Regions from separate parts of the Mus musculus genome. Here regions 1 and 3 are each linked to region 2. The links are chromatin contacts, called in public Hi-C and Micro-C maps. All regions are on one chromosome and are shown on one strand. Each heading gives the region's core, a stretch centred on a gene start, on an enhancer-like site or on the middle of the called end of the contact. The rest is flanking DNA. Distances are from core to core; before and after follow the strand shown.

Evidence for each region. A called contact is a pair of places that touch in the nucleus more often than the background predicts.
Region 1: a Hi-C map of the G1E-ER4 cell line shows a contact between it and region 2, with 2.6 times the contacts expected there. The contact joins two enhancer-like sites. A contact is called at or near these places in 1 of 15 datasets of contacts at CTCF or cohesin (the G1E-ER4 cell line), 1 of 484 Hi-C or Micro-C datasets (the G1E-ER4 cell line) and 1 of 115 datasets of contacts at active chromatin or transcription factors (embryonic stem cells).
Region 3: a Micro-C map of the G1E-ER4 cell line shows a contact between it and region 2. The contact joins two enhancer-like sites. A contact is called at or near these places in 3 of 39 promoter capture datasets (embryonic stem cells, liver and stem cell-derived epiblast-like cells), 1 of 15 datasets of contacts at CTCF or cohesin (embryonic stem cells), 15 of 484 Hi-C or Micro-C datasets (the G1E-ER4 cell line, the HL-1 cell line, Sertoli cells and 6 more), 9 of 115 datasets of contacts at active chromatin or transcription factors (embryonic stem cells, large pre-B cells and stem cell-derived neural progenitor cells) and 1 of 9 other capture datasets (embryonic stem cells).

What each region holds. Positions count from the first base shown.
Region 1 is chr8:96,294,489-96,298,328 of GRCm38.p6, reverse strand. No RefSeq gene overlaps it. Among named protein-coding and RNA genes, the nearest start is that of Gm32005, 13 kb to the left of the region's middle. Within about 2 kb of position 1,863, at least 1 of the 459 cell types and tissues checked has an H3K27ac peak or open chromatin away from gene starts, as enhancers often do. A contact at or near this core is called in the G1E-ER4 cell line, where this site is marked.
Region 2 is chr8:96,149,983-96,153,857 of GRCm38.p6, reverse strand. No RefSeq gene overlaps it. Among named protein-coding and RNA genes, the nearest start is that of Gm31892, 140 kb to the right of the region's middle. Within about 2 kb of position 2,412, at least 18 of the 459 cell types and tissues checked have an H3K27ac peak or open chromatin away from gene starts, as enhancers often do. A contact at or near this core is called in the G1E-ER4 cell line, where this site is marked.
Region 3 is chr8:95,950,367-95,954,308 of GRCm38.p6, reverse strand. No RefSeq gene overlaps it. Among named protein-coding and RNA genes, the nearest start is that of Gm51586, 50 kb to the right of the region's middle. Within about 2 kb of position 1,913, at least 28 of the 459 cell types and tissues checked have an H3K27ac peak or open chromatin away from gene starts, as enhancers often do. A contact at or near this core is called in the G1E-ER4 cell line, where this site is marked.

The DNA of each region.
Region 1 (3,840 bases), core at 614-3,113, 150 kb before region 2:
AAGTATAGTCTTATTTGTGTTAGCCAACTACTCCTGAGCATGAGGCCTGCCCAGGACTGTATTTGGTATACTTTGTGTTATTCCACTGAGGAAAATAATAATAATTTTCCCTCTCCACTTACTTCTCAATTGCAAATAGCTTCTGGGTTAGTAGTGGGACTTCTCTGTGTTGGATTTTTGTCTGGTTTTAATGTGTGCAGGTCTTTTACATGCTGTCTCAGTCTCTAAGAGCTCATCCGTGCAGCAATGCTGTTTTCTTTGTGTCACTCACCACCTCTGGCTCATAAAATCTGACTTCCTCCTCCTCTTCTTCTTCATAGATCCCTGAGCTCTGAGGGGAAGCTTTCGATAAAGACATTTAGTTCAGGGCTGAGTATTCTACTTTCTTCCTAATCTACTCTACCATTGCTTTCCTTCTTAAAATTGTCCTTTTTATTCTCAAATGGTCTCAATATACAAGAACTAGTGTGGTTTCTGTTGCACATTTGTCTACAATCCAAGGGATCTCACTCCTGAGGGGAAGCTATGGAAAACTAACTATCCTGGGACAGTCATAGTCATGGCTTTCTCGTCTCCTGCTTTTTCTGCAGTCATCAGTAGGTGTGACCCTGTTATTCTTACTTACACCTTATAGCTTTAATTTGCTTGTGTCTTCTCGAATTCAAGAGATTCAAACTAAACTTGTGATACAGAGATATTCTAGGCAATTCATACAAAAGGAGATCAAAAAACTTCTCCAAACAACAGGCAAACCAGAATGTGTATATCTTAGTTTCATTTCCCATTGCTACGATAAGACATGGAACATATATGCACACACACATAATGAATATACTTAGAAAATTAAATAAACAAAACACATACTGATGTTGTATACTTTTCTGTATGGACTATACTAGATGTCCATACTATACAATACGGCCACTCTGATAAACACAATTTAAGGAAGAAAGGATTTATTTAGCTCATAATTCCAAATTACAGTCCATTCTTGAAGGGAAGTCAAGATGTCAGGATCTTGACTACTTAGCAGTACCTCTTCCAAAGCATTTCTAATCTTAGCAAGTAATCACATAAACTGCCCTTTTTCTGTCAAAATAGAAACCAAAACCTAAGTTTAAAAAACAAAATGCAAACTTGTGCATCTTGCACTAAGATACCTAGGGGAAAATTATATGTGCCTCCATCTTTAAATATTTAACACACCTTTTCCAGAGGCCTTTCTTTGTAATAACGTTCTCAATAGGGAAAACCATGTCCTGCCAGCAAATGGTATATTGCTGTTTATAAGTAATGTAACGGCACTGAGGGACTCAGAATGAAATGATAAACATCAAGCGATAAGGGCTTCATCTTTCTGTTGTGTTGCAGCTAAATAACACTTAACGGTAGATCCCAGTTGAGGGAATCTACTGCAGTTTTGACTATGCACAATTTCTATCACATTTCCCAAGGTTAAATGTGTTGCCTTGAGGCAGCTGCTCAAAATGATAACGGGGACACTGTAGGACAGTGGTGCTCTTTGTAATGTTAATAACCCTTGATTCTAGTATCTGATGCAACTCTGGGGAAATCTACTGCTTCCAGACTTTAAACCCTAACTCAGTTAAGCACACTTTATTGAAAAAAAAAATGTTTTTTAATTTGGCACAAGCAATAGTACTGAGTACTACATATTTAGATAATTTCATTTTTTATCTCTCTAAGATGAATGTCCACAGAATAACATGGATAGATAATTAATGGGATCTCTTGATGTAAAAGCAGATGGTATTTTATTTCAAAATTACATACATTTACATGCTTATAGGATTCATTTTTATGATACAAACTAACCTGGGTAGTGATCGTTTATCCTATTTTGTGCTTACTTGTTAAGATTTATGCCCCATCTGGCCTCAGAGGATAAGTGAGAACATCTGTAAAATGAATTCTCCTGCAAAATTAGACAAGTAAGACAAGTCTAATCAGAAAATAGCAGAAATAGTAAGTGCATTAGACTGAAACTTAATGCAGGTTCAACTTTGCGGGACAGGGCAGGGCAGGGGTGTCTGTATTCTCTACCTGTTAGTTTTTTTTAAAGGCTAAAAAAAAATAACAAATATATTGACTCATAAATCTCTCAGCTCCACCTGTGTTCTTTCAGTAGGAAGAATCACACTAATCTATCTAAAGATAACCTTGCAGCCATTTTCATTCGGGCAGATCAGAGGAGGAGCACTTGCTCTTGGTGGCCTCCCAGAAGACCTACCATTGGTTCAAACCAGTTCCTCATCTGTGGGTTCGGAACTCCATGATTGATGCGGGTGATTGGGACTGTGCCATTATTAAAGCAAGCACCCTTATCACACTGCCTTTGTGTCTATGAATAGGCCATCTGGCACATTTAAGGCATCAGAAGACAGCCTCCTGTGTTGCCTCTGCTGCTACAACACTAGGCCAAATAAAAGCTTCTCCCAGATGTTTAAAAAACAAAAAAACTATTTTTGATCTTTATTAGTTGATCAGACTGAAAGCTGGTAACAGTAGCAGAGTGCAAGTTGGCAGTAGCAACAAGAGGGCTCCTGAAGAGTCTCAGGGCAAGAGTAGGCCAATGGAGAACAGAGGTGACGATGGATATGAAGAGCTGAATAAGAGAAACTGTGGACCCTGGTTACTAAGGATTCCAGAGAACAGCCAAAGGACCTCAGATATCTGGTTTAAGATCTGTAAGGAAAACCTTAGGCTAGCTGGGGACATCAACTCCCCAGAGCTGTACTGCTTGCTTCTATCAAGAGCTGAATATATTATACTAACTCTTAATCAGCAATCCTTGACACCACAGAGTTTGATAATCCCAGCACCACCTAAGACCAGTATTAGATGGTACCACTCAGAACTCCAGCATTAGATGATATCACACACACACACACACACACACACACACACACACACACACACACACCACACACACCACACACACACAGAAAACACCACCATCTATGCCAATTCTTGCTATTTGCTACCACTGCTGCCAAAGCTGAAGACTACAGAAGCTGCCAGATGCCATGGGCACTGGTGGTTCACTTCCAGAAAAATAAGTGTCTGATCTTAGTGCCCAACACCAGTAGTCTCTGGCTCCAAAACCCAAATGAGCAAACCCTTTCCTCTCAGAGTGCAGTGTAAACCTCTTGGTTTGTGAGCCCAACCTCTCAATCTTGGACACTGAGATGATCAGCACTGGAAGATATTCTCCTTGCCTACCAAGGTTTCTATTCTAATGGAGTAGGGTCTCAGTCAGCTGGTTAATAAATCCTTCCATTAACACACTGATTTGAACTCCCTTTGAAAAGAGTGAGTTAATGACATGCTACACTTTTTTAAAAAAACCACTGCTCTGCAGAAAGCAGTGTCTCATTATTCAATTCATGCTTACTTTGACTCTCTGTAAATGCAGAGGGCAAACAAAAATATAAGGCAATCTGTATTGTGGCGATATAACTTTAAGGTCATTTTGCAAAGCTCTCAGTAAATGGAGGTAAAAAAGCTAGCCCCACAGCACTCTCAAATATCAGTATTAAATAATGGAATTTCCCCCCCTCAAGATAACTACACCACATACAAAGTTCACTGGTTCTTATTACATCATTGACTGTATCTCTCCTTTCTGCATATACATGGTCCTGATTATCATCTAGTTATCTCCTCAGCATGTGTATATATGATAATGCTCCATTTTTATTTTGAATTGCAGCCATTTGTAGCCATTCCGGTTGCATTTTCATTAGCCAAATAAGATGACATCAGAATATCTGGGTACGAATCACTGTTGAAGATGCAAGAAGGATCTTAAAACAAGGA
Region 2 (3,875 bases), core at 1,163-3,662:
TAATCTAGATGCTTCCTCTGCAGCAGTACCAAGGCTATCCTCATCTAGATAATCTCTCACAAGTGTGATCAGAGACTTTGTATCATAGTCAAGTCCAGAGCCTGTTAATAGGTTAATATTGACAATCAATATTAAGCATCACAGACAGTTAACACAAGCCAGGAAAATCAAGAAATACTAAGCTCAATTTGATTTAATAACTCTGAGGTGTTGTTGGGTTTTGGGGGTTTGTACCATATGCATACAGGTGCCCAAGAAGGCCAAAAGGGGTGTCAAATCCACTGGAATTACAAACAGTTTGTAAGATGCTAGCTGATATAGGTGCTGGGAACAGAACCCAGGTCAAAAGCAACAATGTTCTTAAGTGCTGAGTCAACTCTCCAGCCCTCTTTTATTTTAAATGGATTAATTTCTTCTCTATGTGCTTCTGTCTGTAGAGAGGGGAGTTGCAAAACCCACCCTGGACTTGCCAGGCCACATCTTTGAGATTCTAATTTCACCTTCTTCTGAGAACCTTGAATTTCTAGGTTTACTGATTTGTCATCCAGATTAATTTACTAGTATGGGACTTCATATTTGTGTTTTGTTAGTAAACAAAAATTTATTTCAAGTAATATAATGTCACAGAGAGATAGACACTGTCAAAAAAATCAAAGGGTTGGAAAATAGTACTGAATGGAGCTGGAGAAACGGCCCAAGAGCTAGGAGCTTTGCAGCTCCTCCAGATGGCCCTGGTTTGATACTCAACACCTGCTTGGAGGCTCACACCGGGCTGTAACGCCAATATCACGGTATCTGGTGCCCTCTTCTGGCCATTATAAGTACTGCATGCATGCGGTGCACTGACATACAAGGGAGCCAAACATCCATGCGATGCAAAAATGAAATGAAAATAAATAAGGCTAAGAATATTTCTTAAACAAGAGAAATATATTTAGCATAATCATAAATTCAACAGAATGTTTTAATATCAAATTGGAGACAGAATACCCGCCCGTTTGTAATCCAGCACACGTGAGACAGGCAGAAGGATCACTGCAAGCTTGCTACAAGGTAGCACTGTCTCAGACACAAAAAAAGTAACATCGAGATGGAAATAAAATCAGTTCCTCACTGTCTCTCATTTTTGGCAGTTTCCCCAATGTTTGCTCCCACCATGAAGTGCTGCCTGCCCCAAAATGAGGAGCCTACCTACCCATCATAGCCTGAAACCTCCAAATGAGTGACTCAAAACAAGCTTGCTATCTTTGTAACTTACTCTCCCTGGTACTTATTGTAGGGATAGGAAGCTGGGTAAACACCAATTCCTGCTTTCACACGGGAAACATAGACACATGGGCGAACAGTCACAATTCCCAGTGTAGAAATTGTCTATGCGTTTCACGGACTATAGAGGAGAACCCACATTCTCTTACACGCTGGTCCTCATTTGTGCCTGTTACTTGGATCTATCTTTGTCATCCCCAGCACTCTGGAAAATTACATAGCGCTCTTAGGAAATCAGGAAACTATTCTGAGCCTGTGGTTTTCTATAGCTCACCATGGAACCGTGAAGGGCAGCTGCCAGCTTGACTCATACATACCACCCAAAATGTACTCCCAGACACTCCTCCAGACTCTCTGTTTCACGGTAGCCCCCACCTAGCCTTGTTTCACTTTCTGCAACCCACCCTCAAAGTCACTGCTGCCTCGGAAGCTGTCCGGTGATCTTTCGTGGTAATCTCCAGCAGCCAATTGGGTTTGGCAGTCTCTGTGCTCACCCTCTTCCGACCCACTCCCGAGTCTCCTCCAAGATGCCCCGTTTGTAGATCCCAATCTAAACGAATCATATCAGCTTACTACCTTGTTTCCAACTGGGGTTAGTCAAAGCAGAGCAGAGTCCTTTCATGCAAAGAGAGAGCTTTTCATTGAGGAAAAAATATAGAACGAAATCCTGTCATTTTTCTGTCTATGCCCTGGATGAGTCTAAAGGACATTAAGTGAAATAAACAGGTGCAGAAAAATAGTTGCCATACTGATATACGCAAAGGGAGATAGTTCATCTCAGAGGATGGTGGCTACAGAGACTGGGGAGGAAAGGGCAGGGCGAGGTGGAGAGGGATGGTTAACAGGTACGGGGTTGGAGAAGCTACTAATGTGTGGCAACACAGCAGGGTAACTCTAGTTAATAATTACTAGCTAAGATTTTTAAATAACAGGTGTTTGAGGTAAGGATTTGTCAGTTTCCCTGATATGATCCTTATGCATCATAAGCATGCATTGAAATATCACACTATACCTCAAATGCATGTACAGTTACTGTGCCGATTGAAAATTTAGATTTTAAAAATAGAGTCCCTCAGCTGGTCTCCACAAAGCTTCCTCGTGCTGCGTTCTGTAACTGCTCCTCTTCCAACTCTTGCCACTGGTAGCCAGCCTCATCGCCACCCTCCTCTATCCGAGGCTTTTAAAAAGCACCGTGTCGTGGAGTCCCCTCGGCCTGCCTACACTTTGGCTAAGTCTCTTTATTCAGTAAGACTCCTCACCTCAAACCACCCCCATTTGAGGTGGCAATCTGTTTCCTGCCAGCAGCCTGCCAAGCTGGAGTCCTTATCGGATTTGCTTGCTCGCCAACATTTGATACCAGCGTCGGCCGCCTTCTTATCTCTAGCGACCTGCTTCGTCTCCCTAATGAGTCTGCCTCAGAGTGGTCAGGAAAAGATGACAACACGAGTCTTCAAGTGGCCTCCCTCAGAAACTCGTGATCAGAGTAAAAAACGTGTGCTTTCCCCTACACAATACCTGAGTGCCGCCCACACACGGTCTGAGTGGACTTGTGCGATCTCCCACACGCTGATGAGCGTCACTGGTAAGTACTCTCCACTCTGAGATTCTCTGTAGAGAACCCGCACATCTTCAGCACCTCAGTCTTCTCAACTCAACACAGGGCCTTGGCTGCCCGTCGGCTTTCTTCTCCCATACAGTGTCCAGCATGCTCTCTCAAAGCAGTAAACACGGGCCACCAAAGGATTGATTTGTTTCCTGTCTCTCTTTTTATTTCTTTTTTTTATTATTAGATGTTTTCCTTATTTAAATTTCAAACGTTATCTCCTTTCCTGGTTTCCCTTCCGAAACCCCCTATCTCATCCCGCCCCCCCATCCCTGCTCACCAACCCACCCATTCCCGATTCCCTGTCCTGGCATTCCCCAACACTGGACATGGAGCCTTCTCAGGACCAAGGGCCTCTCCTCCCATTGATGTCCAACAATGCTATCCTCTGCTACATATCCAACTGGAGCCATAGGTCCCTCCATGTGTACTCTTTGGTTGGTGGTATAGTCCCTGGAAACTCTGGGGGTACTGGTTAGTTCATATTGTTCCTCCTTTGGGGCTGCAAACCCCTTCAGCTCCTTGGGTCCTTTCTCTAGCTCTTCCATTGGGGACCCTTTGTTCAGTCCATTGGTTGACTATGAGCATCTCCCTCTGTATTTGTCAGGCATGGGCAGAGCCTCTCAGGAGACAGCTATATCAGGCTTCTGTCACCAAGCTTTTGTTGGCATCCACAATAGTGTCTGGGTTTGTTACTGTATGTGGGATGGATCCCCAGCTGGGGCAGTCTCTTGATGGTCTGTGCTTCAGTCTCTGCTCCAAACTCTATCTCTGTATCTCCTCGCATAAATATTTTGTTCCTCCTTCTAAGAAGGAACTTCCTTCTTCTTGGGCTTCATTTGGTCTGTGAATTGTATCTTGGGAATTCTGGGTTCTGAGCTAATACCCACTTATCAGTGAATGCATATCATGTGTGTTCTTTTGGAATTGGGTTACCTCACTCAGGATGATATTTTCTACTCCCATCCATTTGCCTATGAATTTCATGAATTCATTGTTTTTAGTA
Region 3 (3,942 bases), core at 664-3,163, 200 kb after region 2:
GGCTGGTTATGAATAGCACTTTGACATCCTCGGAGCCTGTAATTGTTGCCTCCTTTGGATAAAAACCTAAAGTACATGGGCACAGGATGGATATGCTATGTTTAAACTGTTTGGGAAATAACAGGTCCAGGGTTTCAAATCGGGTTAGCACTTAGCTAAAGGCTTAACAAGAGAGCTCGCACAGCCTGCCCCGCTGCCCATCCAATCAAGGAGCCTCCATCTTGGAAGGGTTGATCCGTGCATTCCACGATCTAGGGCCAGTGTCAGGACTTCAAAAGCTTTGGAAAGCTGAGGTTTTTATTCATTACATAAAAGTGAGTGGATGGAACGATGAGAAATATTAAATCTTAGTGTCTCCCACCAGTTTTAAGGGTCTTTAAAACTTTTAGACAGCAAGAGGCTTTTCATTCATAACACCTCAAAAACTTCCTAAGTATCTAACAAAACGCACATGAACAAGGTAAGAAAAATCTGCTCGAGAATTAAAATCAACACATCACAGGAGAATCCAAACCTGAAAGAAGGAACCTGCTCAAGGGCACAAAGTGATTCATTTAAGGTCAGAGAGACGCATGCGACCCTACCTCCACAGGTCACGGGTGGGAATTCCACCTGTGTGTTTATTTGCTCAGTAAACTTCTGTTGAGCATCTTGCACGTGTTCAGCCTCATTTGTCTGCAGGATGTGATCCAACATCCAAACCAGGCGTGATCCTACCCCTCACAATTCTAGTCGAGGAAGAAAGATGGCTAAACCAATAAACAAATGCTATGGATGAAACAGGCACTGCTGTTCAGAGATGATCAGAAATGAAGGACTGATGCTATTTTTTGGATGCCTCTTTCCCGAACACTCCATATGTAATCAGTTTGGTTCTATTGATAAATGACAGAAACTTTAGAAGGAGAGACTTATCCAAAGGTGTTTAGCGCACAGAGAGCATGGATTGAGAAGACTCTAGGCTACAAGTCTCTTCCTCTTCCTTCTCCCATTCTTTATCCCCTGACCTGACATAAGTTGGTTTTGTTCTTCCGTGCCCCATCATAAGGCTACTCTGCATTATCACAGGGCCCCAAAGCCAGGGGACCAACTTACCATGAACTACACCACCCCGCAAAACCTTGAGCCAAAGTAAAATTTGTTTTTCTCCTTTGCTTTTTATTTGTTCATTTATTTGTTTTTGAGACAGGGCCTCTCTGTATATCCCTGGCTGTCCTGGAACTCACTCTGTAGACCAGGCTAGCCTCAAACTCAGAGATTATCCTGCCTCTGCCTCCGGAGTGCTGGGATTAAAGGGGTGTACCGCCAGGCCCGGATTAATTGTATATTTCAAAATATCTAGTAGAGAAGACTTTTTTAATATTTTCAATGCAGAGAAATGAAAACTGAGGTAAGAGATATCCAACAGCAATTAGACAGTGTGCATTGTCTACCTGTATTGACAGCAGTCGGAATGAAGGAACACTTCGGAAGTGGCATCAGATTGGCTGAATGTGGGAGGAGTCAGAAAAGAGACAGGAAGGGGCGGGGTTTGGGTTTGAAAATCAGAATAAGTATTCATATGTCATTGAATGAGAAAAACAGCTTAAGGGAAGTGGATGTGAATGGTAGAAACTCTCATATTCTCTCTCTCTCTCTCTCTCTTTCTCACACACACACACACACACACACACACTTTTAATAGCAAACCTTGGGAGGCCGAGGTTTGAGGATCCCAAGTTCATCCCTGAGCTAAGGGATGGAGAATATCCTCGAGAAAAATCAACTAGACACGTGGATGAAAAATATTCAAACCTAAGATCCACATCAAATTGAGAGTTACGCCCTCATTGTCATTTAAAGCCGGAGGATTGGGTAACGGCACCCAGACAAAAGAAGTCCTTTTCCAGAAGAGCAGTTCTCTGGACCCAGGCGGGCGGGAGGGGCTGTCGCTCTTGCTCAAACAGGATAATTCTCGCCTGAGTTTGGGGCCAGTGTGGGGAGAGGGGGAAAAAAAAGAAAGAAAGAAAGAAAGAAAGAAAGAAAGAAAGAAAGAAAGAAAGAAAGAAAGAAAGAAAGAAAGAAAGAAAGAAAGAAAGAAAGAAAGAAAGAAAGAAAGAAAGAAAGAAAGAAAGAAAGAAAGAAAGAAAGAAAGAAAGAAAAAAAAACACTAGGGAAGCGAAGAAGCGAAGGTGCGGCTTTGGAATCCGAGGAGTCCTTTCTGTAATCAGCGAGCCCTGGGGGCAGCTGCGAAGCGGCGGATCTGAGTTGCACAGTGGACGCTGATCCTTCAAAAAAAGAACGGAGAACGATGGCAGCGCTCACACAGCTGGAGAAGAAAATCGAGATCTAGCCTGGGGTGAGACTGCCCCCTCGCGTCCTCCATCGTTCATGACCCAAGAGGCGATCCAAAATCATGCTTGTAAAGAAAGTTGCACATTCAGCTGCCTCTAAAGTTATAGAAACATCAAAAAATGAGGAGAAAATTCCAGATTACTTTAACCACCACACATCCCACCAAAAAAATCCATTTGTATCTTTATTTCTCTCTTTCTTCCTTTGCTTAAAGCAGCTACACACCTGTAACGGTCAGCTCAAGAGGCTGAAACAGAAGGGATCAAAAACTCAAGGTCAATTACTTAATTTTTTCTTCAGTTTATTTTGGTTTTGTTTGGTTGTTGTTTTGGTTTTCATATACATCACTATTAGCAAACTAAAATGTTTGCTTTTTCCAGATTTGCCTTATGTATTTTAAACAAGTCATTTCTGATAAGGGAGTGGCGTAGAGGATCTTGACAGCTTAACAGATTCAAATATCTGGTGTTCCTTTAGGGGGCCTCCAGGGAGTATGACCTTGCTATATACATCTGATTACCCCGTGTTTTGATGTAGACTCCCCTGCTAACAGAGCCAGAGGCAAGGAGTTGAAGAAAAATAATGTCAAGAAGCAGAAGTGTGGCCAAGTGGAACGTCCCAGAAAGCCCAGCACTGCAGAGGCTGAGGCGGGGTGCTCACAGGTTGGGGGCGGCCCAGTGAGTTCCAAGCCACCCCGGGATACAAAGCAAGATGCTGGGACCCTATCTGGAAAGAAAGGAGATAATGAAAGGAGGGGAGGGGCTGGGGAAGAGAGGGACCGAAAGCAGGAGTGGATAGGGTCAGCATAAAAAAAGCAAGAGAGAATACAGAGAGCGGGTTAGTGTGCTGCCTGGAGCCCAATCACCAGAGAGCTTCTGAGAACCCACAGGGCATCTTGGGAATGACTCTGGTACATTTCAGCCAACTCTCATTCTTCCTTGGTTTAAAAAAAAAAAAAAAAAAAAAAAAAAAAGTTCCTTTTTTGTATCTGAGCTCATCGGAAACAGCTATCTCCCTTCATGGCTGTATCAAATTCTGGAGACAGAAGATGAGAAAGATGCCTAAGAAACCACGGGACTGATGTTTAAAGTCCACCTCAGCTGAGTCAGAAAAGATAAACCAAGGGAATGGCACGCATCTGTAACTTCCAGGGAGGTTCTCATCGTGAATAATCTGAGGAGTTCACGGCACATTTGCTACTTGCTAGCTGGTGAATTTTGGCAACTCTTCCCACTGAACTCTGATTTCTTCATCCATAAAGCAGCAATAATGGTAGCTATAATTAAGTGCTCTTCTGAATAATAAATGTGTTAATATATGTGAGGTGCCTGGTGCAAAGAGGAAAACACATTAAGTTGTTATAGTATTGTTAATAAGATAACAATTATAAGAGCAATAGCTCACTTGCCTTGCTGGCCCCCAGTTCCGGCTCACATTTGTGGAGTCCATTCTGATCCCAGCCCGGCTTTGTAACTTCTGTTTATTCAGACACACAATAGGTGTTTTTTCCTTACCTCATCCCTCTCTCTCTTTATCCTTCCTCCATGGCTTCAAGCATTGTGCCCACTTTAATCTATAATGCTGCTTTGTTTCACAGACTATTTATCG